3 separate regions of the Mus musculus genome follow, and regions 1 and 2 are each linked to region 3. The links are chromatin contacts, called in public HiChIP or PLAC-seq and promoter capture Hi-C maps. All regions are on one chromosome and are shown on one strand. Each heading gives the region's core, a stretch centred on a gene start, on an enhancer-like site or on the middle of the called end of the contact. The rest is flanking DNA. Distances are from core to core; before and after follow the strand shown.

Region 1 (4,123 bases), core at 899-3,398, 250 kb after region 3:
CATGTATCATCATGCCCATCTCTACGTTGTTTTCCTGTGGTGAGTTTTCAGGGACTTTTCCCTTTCTTCTGCTGCCAACAAGAGTGTCTCGAACTCCTTTTGAGTCAGTCATGGAGTCTCCTGGCTGAAGGAGGACAGTCAGGAGCCAGATGGAGGAGCATAGCTTTGGAGTTGGTGTCTTGTCCCCAGGAGCAGCATGTGGACCAGGGGTAAAGCAGACCTGTTCGTTTGTCAGGGGAAATTCCCATGGAGCTGGCGTCTGACTACACATTGTGTAGAGTGACTAGTTACCAGCAAACCCAATAAGCCCTGGCTGTGCCCGCTGAATAGGTAAGGGCCTGAGCCTGCCTGGGTGGGTAGTGTGCGTTCCTACCCTCCTTTCAAGGTGAGGGAAGAGGGGGACAAGTCAGGCCTTGGAAGAGAAAGGCTTGCTGGCTTCCTGGACTGTTCCATGGCATAGCTGCCTGCATCCTAGCCCTAAACCCTTTCTTGGGAAGAAGAGATTTTTCTGTACTCTTCCTGTTGCAAGCTTATTCATTTGCTGGGGATTCCATAGACATGCATTTGTTAACCTCTTACAGTGTAAGGGACCAGTGTCTATGTGAGGTCCCTGGACATAATGGGTTGCAGGCATGTGTTGAATAACATTTCCATTGATAATGAAATGGATAGACCATGGTAGTCCTTCACCGTTATAATGAAGTTGACATTTTTCTATTGCCTAGTGATGTGGCTGTCCCAGAGCTGGAGCATACCCCATTACTCCCTGGTTTGTGATGATGCTGGTGTACTACTAATCATGTGAAGGGCAAAGTGCGTAACTATGTAAGGGGTAATACCTCCATAATGACAATAAGTGATCTGTGTCACTATTCCTGGCTTATGAATTGACTATAGTCTACTTTTAAATATTAGCTTGGAGTATCTTCCTTCTACCTACAAAAAATATTGACTATCAGACAGCATGCCGTATCACACCAGAGGTAGCCTCCTGTGCTCTCTCCCCACATTAGTGTCCTGTGGTGTCTGCATGGCTACCAAATTGTCGAGTGGTGCATTCCCCACACCATAGCCTAAGGATGTGCTTTCCCTGTTGAAAGTAACGTATGACCACATTCAAGTCATGATATGCACAGCCTGCAGCTCAGTTTCATGTGGCTCAGCAAGGTGCATGTGTCTATGTGTGTAGCGTGGTCATTAGATTCCCCCCAGTTAAGGTACCTGCCAAATAGGAATAAGGCAGAAAGGACAAGACGTCGAAATGCCCTCCTTTCCTCTTTCTGCAGCTCCCTGCCTACATCCTGCCTCTGTCGTGCCTCTTTGGGGGTACAGGTACAGGAGGACAGAGCTGGGCAGCAGGCTGGACTTGCTTAGATGTGGATTGCCTGTAGCCTGAGTGAGCAAAGTGGAATCCTCGGCTTGGCAGGACCCCACAGGGAAGGTGACATTTTTCCAGGGCCCGGAGCGTCAAAGTGTGCATGAAGAGTAATGTGGGGTTTTGATGGTAGAACAGCAAGAGATGGATGTGGAAGGGCTCTGCTGGAGACAAGCAGCTTACTGAAGGGGTTCAGGCAGAAGGCAGCAGGCACGCTTTCTTGGGGGAAGCCAAGAGAGAAGGCTGGAGGTTGATCTTCAGCCCCAGACCAGGGCCTGATCATCCATCCCTCCAAGGACTGCACTTGGGAGCCTTGTAAACCTCTGTGAGAACAGACAGACAGACAGTGAGGCTGGGGATTGGGTAGGATGGGACCCCTTGTGGGAAGCTTCCTGAGTGACCTTGCTTCTGCTTAATTTATCTGCTTCCTGTTGCCAAGGAAACCCAGCTCCAGTGGTCTTTCCTGGAGCCCTTACACCATCTTACTAGAAATTCCCAGGGAATGTAGTTTGGCCTGGGGGTGGGGGGACTCCCCCACGTAGCCCTCCCCAGACGCTTCTCTGAGAATGGAGATCTTTCTGTTTCTTTATCTTAAGGCTGACACGGGAAGGTAATGTGACGAATGTGACTGGACGGGATTTGAAGCAGCTGTGGGAGGAACAGGCAGATAGTAATGGGTTGAAGCCTGCCGAGCTGGCTGTGGCAGGGAGTCCCCTGGCCCTGCTCCTCAAGCTGCAGAGTCTTGAGGTGTTCTGACACATCCTGTGCCCCAGCCCACCGCTGGCTGCTCTCGAAGCACGGGCCAGATGTGCAAATTCTGCGGCTGGGCCGGGGCCAGGGCAGTACAGCTTGCTTTTCTTGGAAATCATCAGTGATTTGTTAGAAAAACAGGAAACCCTGGGGCTGCCGGTGTGCATCTTGACTTTTCTGTTTTTGTTTTTTGAGTTCCTTTTATCTATGTTAGGCCCAGGTTGCCATGCAGCCCAGCCCCGCAATGCTGTCTCTTAGCAATCGTTGCCTGCCCACCTTCCTCTTTTCTTCTTCCTTGGGCTTCTGCAGCCTCGTCCTTTAGTCCCAGGGACTGATACAGAGACAGGTCAGATGAGATAACCATGGAAACATGATGATGGATATCAAGTTAGACCACTTCTTCTGTAAGGTCTGGAGTAGGCACCTGAGTGTGCCTCCCTCTGCCTCAGCCCCAGATCTATTCACCCACCCGTTGACTGTGGTTGGGCTAGAAATAAAGCTGCCTCTGCTTGTGGGACCTGCTGTCGCTGGGCATCTGGAGTGGCTACCACTGACCTCCTGCTGTTCCTCGTATGACATCACCATCACAGGAAGAGCTTCATCTCTGCCTGGCTACATAGGAGCTGGAGGAACTCTCAGATATCATTCTCTGTTCGTGGGACCACTGCAGCTGAAAGAGAAGAGTCTTTCCAAGGGTCTGGAATACAGAGGACAAACATGGAGGAGACAGATTGTAGTTGTGTGTGCATTGGATCTTTAAGAAAGTTCTAGAAAGTGCTGCTGTTTCCTAGAGTCACCTATGGGGTTTTCCCTGAGTCTCCTCAGGTCAGGGGTAAGTGCTGAGGATGTCTGGTGGTTGATTTACTCAGACTGCTTTGCTGCCGCTGTTCACCCCATAATATAACAATGTGAAAAGCCCTGCTCATTTTGAAGATGCAGTGGCCCAGAAATTATCCAGCTTGTCTTGTCTTCCACTCTCCAAGCAGGGCCCTGGGGCATGAGCTGGTCTGTGCCCATCATGAGAGGTCCAGACAGAGCTGTTGCCTGTCTTGCATTCTCTGCAGATATCTACCCCTGAGTTTTCATTCACTGCTGTAGTCTTGACACCATACTCCACCCTAGGGGAGCCGGGCTCAGGGACTGCTGTTTTGAACTCATATAAGAAGCCTGATGTGAGTGAGAGTGGTTAGAAACTCACCCACACCACCCTGGGGTGTTGCTTGGCAGAGGTATTGAACTGGTTTAGGGGAGAAACCAGAAAGCAAATGGACTGGGGGAACTCTGGACTGGACAAGGAGAGGGGCAGCCAGGTCATACCAGGACTTCAGGACACAGTGAGCATCTACAACTGATAGCAGCCCCCCAGGTCCATGTCCTCATTCTTCAGGGTTTCACAGCTACGGGGCGGGTGGGAGAGGGGGAGGAGCAGAGATTCTCACCTGCATCTGTGCCTGGGGCCCATGAGAGAGGATGGAGGACAGGTGACATTTCTAACTGAAGGCTAGTGTTTCCTTTCATTATGAACATAGTCAATAAGCCACAGTCATATCAGTAGCACCTGCGTCTTTGTAAGCCACAGAAGTCCAGATGTGCCTGTGTGCGTCGCTCCACAGCGTTTGCAGATAGCTTTTGTCATTTGTGCTTTTTTAACATTTTGGAGTGGTGGTGGAAGTTAGGCTGACTGCTGGGTTGGTTATTTAATGTGTTAGTTACATCATTTCTTTAGAAATCAGCTGGTTTAACAATGGTTAGCGATTGTATTTCCATAGTGCGCTGCTTACTTACCTTGTTGCTGTAGTTTCCCAGGCCCCTCTCTCTCGATTTCATTTGACTTTATTATTTTATGTGTAGAAGGGCTTGGGCTGAGCGTGTGTCTTTGCATTACTGACATCCCTGGTGTCCGAGGAAGCCAGAAGCAGCTCTGTGGATGCTAGGAAGTGCAGCAAGTGTTCCTAGCCCTGAGCCATCATCTCTCCAGCCCCTCCCCCACACCCCTGC
Region 2 (4,018 bases), core at 1,509-4,008, 230 kb after region 3:
TTTTTGTTTGCTTGTTTGTTTTGCTTTGTTTTTTTTTTTTTGACACAAGATCTCTCTCTATAGCCCTGACTGTCCTGGAACTCACTGTGTAGACCAGGCTGGCCTCAAACTTACAGAGATCTGCCTGCCTCTGCTTTCTGAGTGCTGGGATTAGAGGCATGTGCCACCACACCCAGCCTTAGCAATTCCTTAATAATTTAGTCTACAACCCTTACATAGTCTCCCAAACACTGAAAACACAAATGTGAATGTTTTATTTTCCCTACCAGTTTTCACTAGCTTGCTTTCTTCCTTTCTTTCTTCCTTCCTTCCTTCCTTCCTTCCTTTCTTTCTTTCTTTCTTTCTTTCTTTCTTTCTTTCTTTCTTTCTCTCTTTCTTTCTTTCTTTCTTTCTCTTTTCCTCTTCTTCTTCTCCTTCTCCTCTTCCTCCTCCTCCTCCTCCTTCCCTCCTCCTCCTCCTCCTCCTCCTCCTCCTCCTCCTCCTCCTCCTCCTCCTCCTCCTTCTTTTGGAAGTATAGGCTAGAGGATTCCGGCTGTTGCCATTTTGTCAGATTCTCTTGACTATCCCTCTGGGTCACCTTCTGCTTCCCAGCTCCTCTGGGCTCAGTCTTTTCCCAGGAATGAATGGCAACTGATATGACCTGTTGTCTGGCTATGAGTACAGACTGAATAACTGAGGGGAGGCAATATAAACAGAAATCAGACTGTGGAAGGGCAAGGAGGGATGAAAAACTCAGGGCAGACTGCCTCGTGTCCTATGTGCTGAGGTACGGTTTACCATGAGCAGATAGTTTGGCTTTTAGGAAAGCATGCTAAGAGTTTGGATGTGAGCTGGCTGACTAGGCTTCCTGTGTTGGAAGCGTCGTCCTCTGCATGGTGCTGTCAGGAGCTGGAGCCTGTGGGGAGGGAATGAGATCCCAGGGCGTCTCGGCACTGACGACTGAGGTACAGAGGTGCAGAAGCACCAGAACCACAGGTTTTCCACTCAAGAGAGAAGTCCAGGCTACCATTTTGAATGGGATGGACAGATGGACCAAAGTGCTCTGGGAAAAGAGAAGCCAACTCATGCAAACATGCAAGGCTTCCAATGCTAAAGAGAAGATGAAGAAAAAGAAGCCAGAAACAGAGGTCTGAAGTGAAGGGTCTCCAGGGACCAGGGGAGTTTCCTCAGAAAGGTAGCAACAGTAAGCCACATGCTGGATCTGGCCTTTAGGGCTTTCCTGGTGACCTTTTTCTAGAACATAGTGGACTAAATGTAAGATGAGGAAGTCAAAACAGGGCAGGCTGCTCTCTGAAAACATCAGACAACGAAGGGAAGCAGGGGGATTACAAATAGCCTTGTTTGTAAGAGGAAACAACAGAGCTGTACAGTGGTGGGAATGTAACCAGGTGGCACCACCGAGTGACAGAGGCACCCATGGGTCTTTCCAGCTGCACTGGGGACACTGCTTCTAGTGGCTGTCACTTTAATTTCTGTCCAGAAGATGCCAGGTGCTCTTGAGGTCTGGTGGTTGGCCCTGCAGGGACAACAACACACCCCAGTGTTGAAGGGAGGAAAATTTCAAACTCAACATCTGCGCCACAGCTGCTAGTAAGAAAGAGGGTGTGCCATTGGAGGGCAGCATCGCTGGGTTTCTGAGGTCCTGAGCTTCCCGGGGTTTTAGCTTTATTCTGCCTTCAGTTTTGGGAATAGCAAGAATGCAGAAGAAGTCAAACATTCCACAACTTCTCTAGCACATTCCTGGACTGTGAAATGCGCTCTTCTCTATCTTCTCCTTCAGGCACCTACTGCCAATCTTGTCTGCTTCTTTACAGTGAAGCCTGCTTCCTCCATCCCTCTCCTCCAAATGTCAACATGTTTGTGAATAAAGTAGAGACTGGGGAGAGAGTTGTATGGACCACATTGCCCACGGCCGGGCTCCTCACCTGTAAACAGGTAGTTGGGATGGAGATCACTGTGGCTAGACCTATGGTGGGCATTGAGCCCCTTCCCACCTAGTTCCAACTTCTGCGCCCGCCCAAAGGGTACTTTCTGTTTCTGTCTATTTAGGGAAGTTGCTTTTTCTTGGTATTTAGGGAGTCAGGAAAAGAAAAACCATTGGGTTTTTACATTAGCTTTCAGGTAGGGTTGTGGCTTTTGAGCAACAATAACGTATGACCTTGTGGTCGGTTCTAGATCTACTACTGGGAAGGTGGAACCCAGCTGAAGTGATGAGAGATTCTGGTACCGTGTAGAGGTGGTGGGTTGTGAGATCAGAGGTTGCAGAAGCAGTGCTGGAAGTTTGGATTGGTTGGAAGTTTCTAGGAAGATTCCTGTAGACGGAATAGAGGAATCAGGGTGCTTACTCCTCAGCACATCAGGGGTGCAGGCCTTTTAAGGGTTAAGAGCACCCGAAAAATAGAAGTAGTAGGAGGAAGTGGGGCGCTGGGTCGCATTGCGAGAAGGAAGCAGCTCATCGGAGCTTCCTCTTTCTCCTCCTTCCCCGAAGCCCCCACCCACCCCTCCTGCACAGACAAAACGCTCTTCCGCCCCACGGAACCTCACCTTACTTTTGGGGAGCTGTGTTACTCAGTACTGGTACACAAGCCGAAGCGGATGGGGTCCTAGCGCAGGGCAACTGCTTTGAGTCCTAAACTCTAGGGCTGGATGTACCGGCTTGACACAATCGAGCCACCAGAGGGCGAGAGAGCCCGGCTGGGCGGCTAGCCCTGGTCATACCCCGCCCCCAAAGCCCCGCCCCAAAGGCCCCGCCTCCCCTAGGGTTGTAGAGACCCGGCAGATGCTGGGACTTGCTGCCCGGTTCCAGCCGCTGAGCGGTGGTCGGGGGCCTCACCCCAACTGCTGAGAGTCGCCGCAGGAGAGGGGCTCGGCGCCCGGCGCCCAGCGGGGACTGCAGGTGTGTAGCTGGACAGCCAGGGGGTGCTGAGGACGCGTATAAGAGCTCGAAGCACAGCCAGAGCAGGTTGGGACCATTCTGGAGTAGTGTGCTCCAACTGCAGCCGGTAGGCTGGACAGTTGGCGACCTTCTAGTTCTATAGTTAAGGTCCACCTAGGGGACCGGGGCCCACAAACCCATGGGACAAACCCAGAGGCAGAAGGGGCGTCCCAGGACTGTTCATCAAGATTGAAGTAGCTATGCGGCCAAGTGTGTGTGTGTGTGTGTGCAGCCTCCTGCTGGGTTACAAGCCACCGTGTGCTCTGGAGTGAAGGAACCTGCCTGTCTCTGGCTCTGAACTCTCTGGAGGAACGTGGACAACAGGAGTTGTTTGGCATCAGGACCGGGGCGTTATCCTCCACCGAGCCTCAGGCTGCCCAAAGTTAGTGACTCTCAGACGCGGCTGCGGGCTGGGAATTGCGCGCCCAGCACAGTGTTTACACGCCGGAGACACGCGAGTATGAGTGTGTGAATGTATACACGTGTGTGCATGGTAGGACTGGCATGATGGCCCATCCTAGGGTGGTAGTAGTAAATATGCAAGAAGTTCAGGACAGTAGGAGGAAGGAGGCTGTTCAGAGGGAAAAGGAAGGCGAGATGAAAGCAGCAGGATGTGGTATGAAGTGAGTTAAGCCTCCTGTCGAGAGGAGGGGTGGCTTTTGGCAACAGGAGGTCTAAAAGCAGGCCAACTCACCTGAAGGCCTTTTCTGAATGGCGGTCCACTTTGCTTTCCTTGCCTGGTAAGGCCCGGTTCCCAGAGCAGAGCTATGCTCCTGTAATGCCTGTCGAGTCTTTGGAACCCAGTTGTACAGTACAGCTTTCCAAGGTGAAACACATTTTAAATAGGGTTCTTAAGCCTTGATGGGGGAGTTTGCTTGGTAAGGTGTAAGACGGAATAGAGACCTGAAGTCCAGCCAGGTTCTGGCATATGACATCTCCTTATTTGTAAAACTGGCTGTGTATGTCTGAGCTGCAGTGTCAGGTCAGAAATGAAAGAACACAACGCAATGAGAGCTTCGTGGGCAACCCTCCACTGTGATTGTTACAAGCTCTTACAAGCACATAGAATCTGTATGTTTAAAG
Region 3 (3,761 bases), core at 1,132-3,631:
ACGCTGTCTAGTGGGACATTCACAGACATGGGCATCTCCTCTAGACTGTTCTTGGCAGTAGGTAGACACTGAGAGCCAGTGACGTTCCGGAAACTCCATGTCCTTGGTCATATCAAATAACGTGCCTGCTGTGCTGGTGCTAGGTAGGCTCATCTTACAAACGGAAGAACCAAACTCAAGAGTTGAGAACATTCCCCAGGAGTCTTAGCTACTCGGTGGTGAAGTCCCGTGTCCCTGATTATAAAGCTAGTTCCCTCTAAGACATCAGATTATGTGTGATCTCTTTTTTTTTGTTTTTGTTTTTGGTTTTTTTTGTTTTGTTTTGTTTTGGTTTTTTTTTGTTTTTTTTTTTTTGTTTTTTTTTTTTTGTTTTTCGAGACAGGGTTTCTCTGTATAGCCCTGGCTGTCCTGGAGCTCACTTTGTAGACCAGGCTGGCCTCGAACTCAGAAATCCGCCTGCCTCTGCCTCCCGAGTGCTGGGATTAAAGGCATGCGCCACCACGCCCGGCTGTGTGATCTCTTTTTTTAGAGATCCTATGCCGTGGGTAGTGGGCCAGTGGATCCATAAGAAAAGAGCTTAAAGATAAAGGACCATCCTTCCTAAGGATGGCCTTGCATAGACGTGCCCTTGAAAATGTTTTCTTGGTCTCCAGGAGAGGCAGGATACATGGGACTGAGCAGCCTTGATGTAAGACACCATGTGTAAGCTGAGCATTGAGCCTATGGCTCTGGAGTTAGCTGAGAATGGAAGAAGGTAGTGAAAGAAGGAAGAAGTGAAAGAAGGAAGAAAGAACAGCCGGAGAAGGTGGCCTCCATATAGACTGAGGGTGGGCTGAGGGGATAGCTCAGCTGATAAAACCTTGCAACCAGCCTAGTGGATCTGATAAGTCCCATGCCTGTGAGAAACCCTGTCTCGAGAAATAAAGGTGGATACCTCCTGTGGAATGACATCTAAAGTTGTCCTCTGACCTGCACACATGTACATATATGCATATAAACATGCATACATGCTGAAGATGGAGAAGGATGCCGCCCCACCTCAGCCGAGAAAGAGAAAGAAAAGCTCGGAGTGATGGTTTGCATGTCAGACAAGAACAAAACCAAACTCATGGGAGGCTCTTCTTGCCTTTTGCCTGGTGTTTTAATGAAAACTTTACTAAAGGCAATTAACACGTACACCCGTGAGGTAAAGTACCCTCAGGAAGGATGAGACCAGGGGCGGGAAGTGCTGTCCTGCCCACCAGTGTCTGGCTGTCTGGCCTGCTGAGCTGTGAGGTCGCTTGGTGGAAAGCTGTGATGTCCACACCACGAGCAGGCAAGTAGCATCGACTGCGTCAGAGTAGGCTGCATTTTCCAGCTGTCAATTAATTCAAACGAGCAAAAAGCAAACACATTCATCTTCGCCCACGGTCCTCTTCTTTCTTGGCTTATTTACCTAGTACTGGGATTCAAGGGGACATTTACATGAACTTTTGAAAATAAATATCCCAGTTCTGTCTTTTGTCCTGCTCAATCCCCACCTTTGGCTCCAGAGCCTGCTGCAAAACTAAAATAAAATATTTCTAAAATCTATGTTTGATCTGCAAGAACCAACTGGCTGATGCTTAAGCAAATGTCACCTTTGACAGCACAACTGTGAGAGGAAACTCATCCGCCGCAGGCGTTAGTCACACGTGTCTCATCCTCACAGGTGGTGGCTGCGTGGGGCTGGCCTGGTGGCCACGACTCTGCACAGTGTGACACACAAGGCAAGCGATGAGAACGTGCATTTTGGTTCAAAACAAGTAGCAGGGAGTCAGGATGGCTTGTCTTATGACAAACCCTGCATATAAAGAACTTCTGGACAAGGATGCCCTTGTGAAAATGGCTACCATTCCCTAGAAAAGCTGGCCTCCAAATTTTCCTTTTTTTTTCCCCCACCTAGCCAGTGAACAGTGAGGGCGGTTACCTGCTCTCTGCTGCAGTGGGGGTGTTGGCAGCACATGCTGTCACTCAGTGGTTTCCAGTGTTTCACTGGGGGGGGGGGGGGGAGCATGGGCCATTAATCCAGATGAACAATCTTCAGAAAACACGTCCCTGTTCCAAAGCCACAGTGTTAATTAATGTCCCTTCCTAATCTGAAAGGGAGTTTGTTTTCTTACATCTCTTTAAGTTGCCATATGCTAGACTTGTAAATATCCCAAGTGTTGGATACTCATCTGGTAAACTGACCAAAGGAAACGGACATTTCCCCGACCCTTGTAACCTGACCCTTGGCACCTCGTGCCTGCCCCTCAAAGGGACGCTTGAGTCTTGGGAGCAAACATCTGCCTGGCCAGGTGCCGGCAGTGCCATGGCAGGAGCTGAGTGAAATGCAGAGGAAGTGACCCAAAGCCGAGCCTTGCAGGTGTTCTGAGCTAGGGCTGGGCCCAGAGCGCTCATTGTTTAGAAGCTGGCAGGCTCCCAGGAGTTCAACTGTCAGTTTCATTCTGAAATGTCAAACATTTCCTTAGCTGGGGATGGATGGCGAGAGCCCCGGAGGCTGCAGCCCTGTTAGGAGGAAAAAGAAAACACCCCAATTTCTGTCTTTGAGAGTTGATTCAGTATGCATGGCTCAGGTTGTTTCAGGGGCCATTCTGCAAACTTAGACCCACTGTCCATGTCAGAAAGATGAGGGCTCAAGCCTGCCATGGTTATATGACAGTGACTGACTTCTGTCAGTGACTCTTACTGTAAGCCTTCGGGTGATATACACCAGAGACCCATTTCTGGCCACAGGGGCAAGTGAAGGTGCACATGGAAGCAGACTGGCCAAGAACCAGTTCAGTTCATGACAGTAAGTGTTCCTGGCTGCTTTTACTTTGTGTGTGTGTGTGCCTGGTATTTCCACCATAAAAAGTAGAGGCACAAAGAGAAGGAGATAAAGAAAAGGAATTGTATCTTAGTTTTTCAGCCCCAAAGGGTCTGGCCCTTTATCCCTGGTGAACCCTGTCTTCTGTTGGTTGTCAGGAGCCCTGGGTGGGCCCCCATGGTTTAGGAAGGGGTTAAAAGCACAGGTGAGAGCAGAGCTAGCTGGCTCCCCATGCAGCCCTCCAGAACCTCTGCTTCCTTGTATACGGAACAGAGAGTGGCCAATTACGGATCAGTGAGCCAGGTAATACACCTCTTGTCCTGAGCCCCGGACCTTGTTACTAGCTTTGACCTCAAACTGGGCTGAGCTTTAGTGCCTTTGAAAGGATCCATACTTCCAGGACATTTCCAGAAGGGTGCCGAAGCTGTCATCACAGATCAAACACTGTTGCTGTGATCAGGCCACTAAGTCAGGTCTTCGTGGCCCAAAGGATCCCGAAGCCACAGCTGGCTTTTACTTACCGCTTTCTTCTCCCCTACAAATGACTTCCTCAGTGCACCCAGCACTAAGTTTACTTAACACTGTTGAAAATGACCTCTCAATGGACTTGTGTTTGCCTGAAAGCATTTAAAATATAAAAGTCTTATTTGTTTTTGCTGTTGAAGTTCCCTTTTTGTCTTTGGATAAGCCCCTACTTTATAGCATGCAATCAACTTACTGTCTAAGGTGTCAAGAGGGAAGTATGCATCCCTTCGGGGATGTGTGTGTGTGTGTGTGTGTGTGTGTGTCCCAACATGCTGCTACTGAAGTGCCATGTGTCTGACACAGTTTCTGTGGTAGACACATTATCACCTTTAAAGGCAACACTGTATTTCTTTCTCATAGGCCCCACCCCTTCAGCTGAAACTTCCTGTCCTCTTTGAACTTCTAG

The links. Promoter capture Hi-C pulls out the DNA fragments that hold promoters and counts their contacts. HiChIP or PLAC-seq counts read pairs in DNA pulled down with a chosen protein or histone mark.
Region 1: a contact with region 3 is called in an H3K27ac HiChIP or PLAC-seq map of thymic regulatory T cells, with 2.3 times the contacts expected there. The contact joins two enhancer-like sites. A contact is called at or near these places in 2 of 39 promoter capture datasets (cranial neural crest and second pharyngeal arch cranial neural crest), 1 of 484 Hi-C or Micro-C datasets (natural killer cells), 4 of 115 datasets of contacts at active chromatin or transcription factors (Th17 cells, double positive thymocytes, memory CD8 T cells and 1 more) and 1 of 9 other capture datasets (embryonic stem cells).
Region 2: a contact with region 3 is called in a promoter capture Hi-C map of pre-B cells, with 2.8 times the contacts expected there. The contact joins the promoter of Pik3r5 here to the enhancer-like site in region 3. A contact is called at or near these places in 12 of 39 promoter capture datasets (the 3T3-L1 cell line, cranial neural crest, embryonic stem cells and 6 more), 2 of 484 Hi-C or Micro-C datasets (natural killer cells and pre-B cells), 5 of 115 datasets of contacts at active chromatin or transcription factors (effector CD8 T cells, embryonic stem cells, large pre-B cells and 2 more) and 1 of 9 other capture datasets (embryonic stem cells).

What each region holds. Positions count from the first base shown.
Region 1 is chr11:68,449,238-68,453,360 of GRCm38.p6, forward strand. All of the region lies in intron 1 of Pik3r5 (phosphoinositide-3-kinase regulatory subunit 5), which reads left to right. Among named protein-coding and RNA genes, the nearest start is that of Pik3r5, 19 kb to the left of the region's middle. Within about 2 kb of position 2,149, at least 64 of the 459 cell types and tissues checked have an H3K27ac peak or open chromatin away from gene starts, as enhancers often do. A contact at or near this core is called in Th17 cells, memory CD8 T cells and thymic regulatory T cells, where this site is marked.
Region 2 is chr11:68,429,367-68,433,384 of GRCm38.p6, forward strand. It overlaps Pik3r5 (phosphoinositide-3-kinase regulatory subunit 5), which reads left to right and starts at 2,759. Exons shown (of 19, transcript NM_177320.2): 1 at 2,759-2,896. It overlaps Gm32046 (a long non-coding RNA gene), which reads right to left and starts at 2,719. Exons shown (of 2, transcript XR_388771.3): 1 at 2,545-2,719; 2 at 1,322-2,312.
Region 3 is chr11:68,197,615-68,201,375 of GRCm38.p6, forward strand. The region is part of intron 7 of Stx8 (syntaxin 8); the gene reads left to right. Among named protein-coding and RNA genes, the nearest start is that of Mir6406, 21 kb to the right of the region's middle. Within about 2 kb of position 2,382, at least 77 of the 459 cell types and tissues checked have an H3K27ac peak or open chromatin away from gene starts, as enhancers often do. A contact at or near this core is called in Th17 cells, effector CD8 T cells, memory CD8 T cells and 3 more, where this site is marked.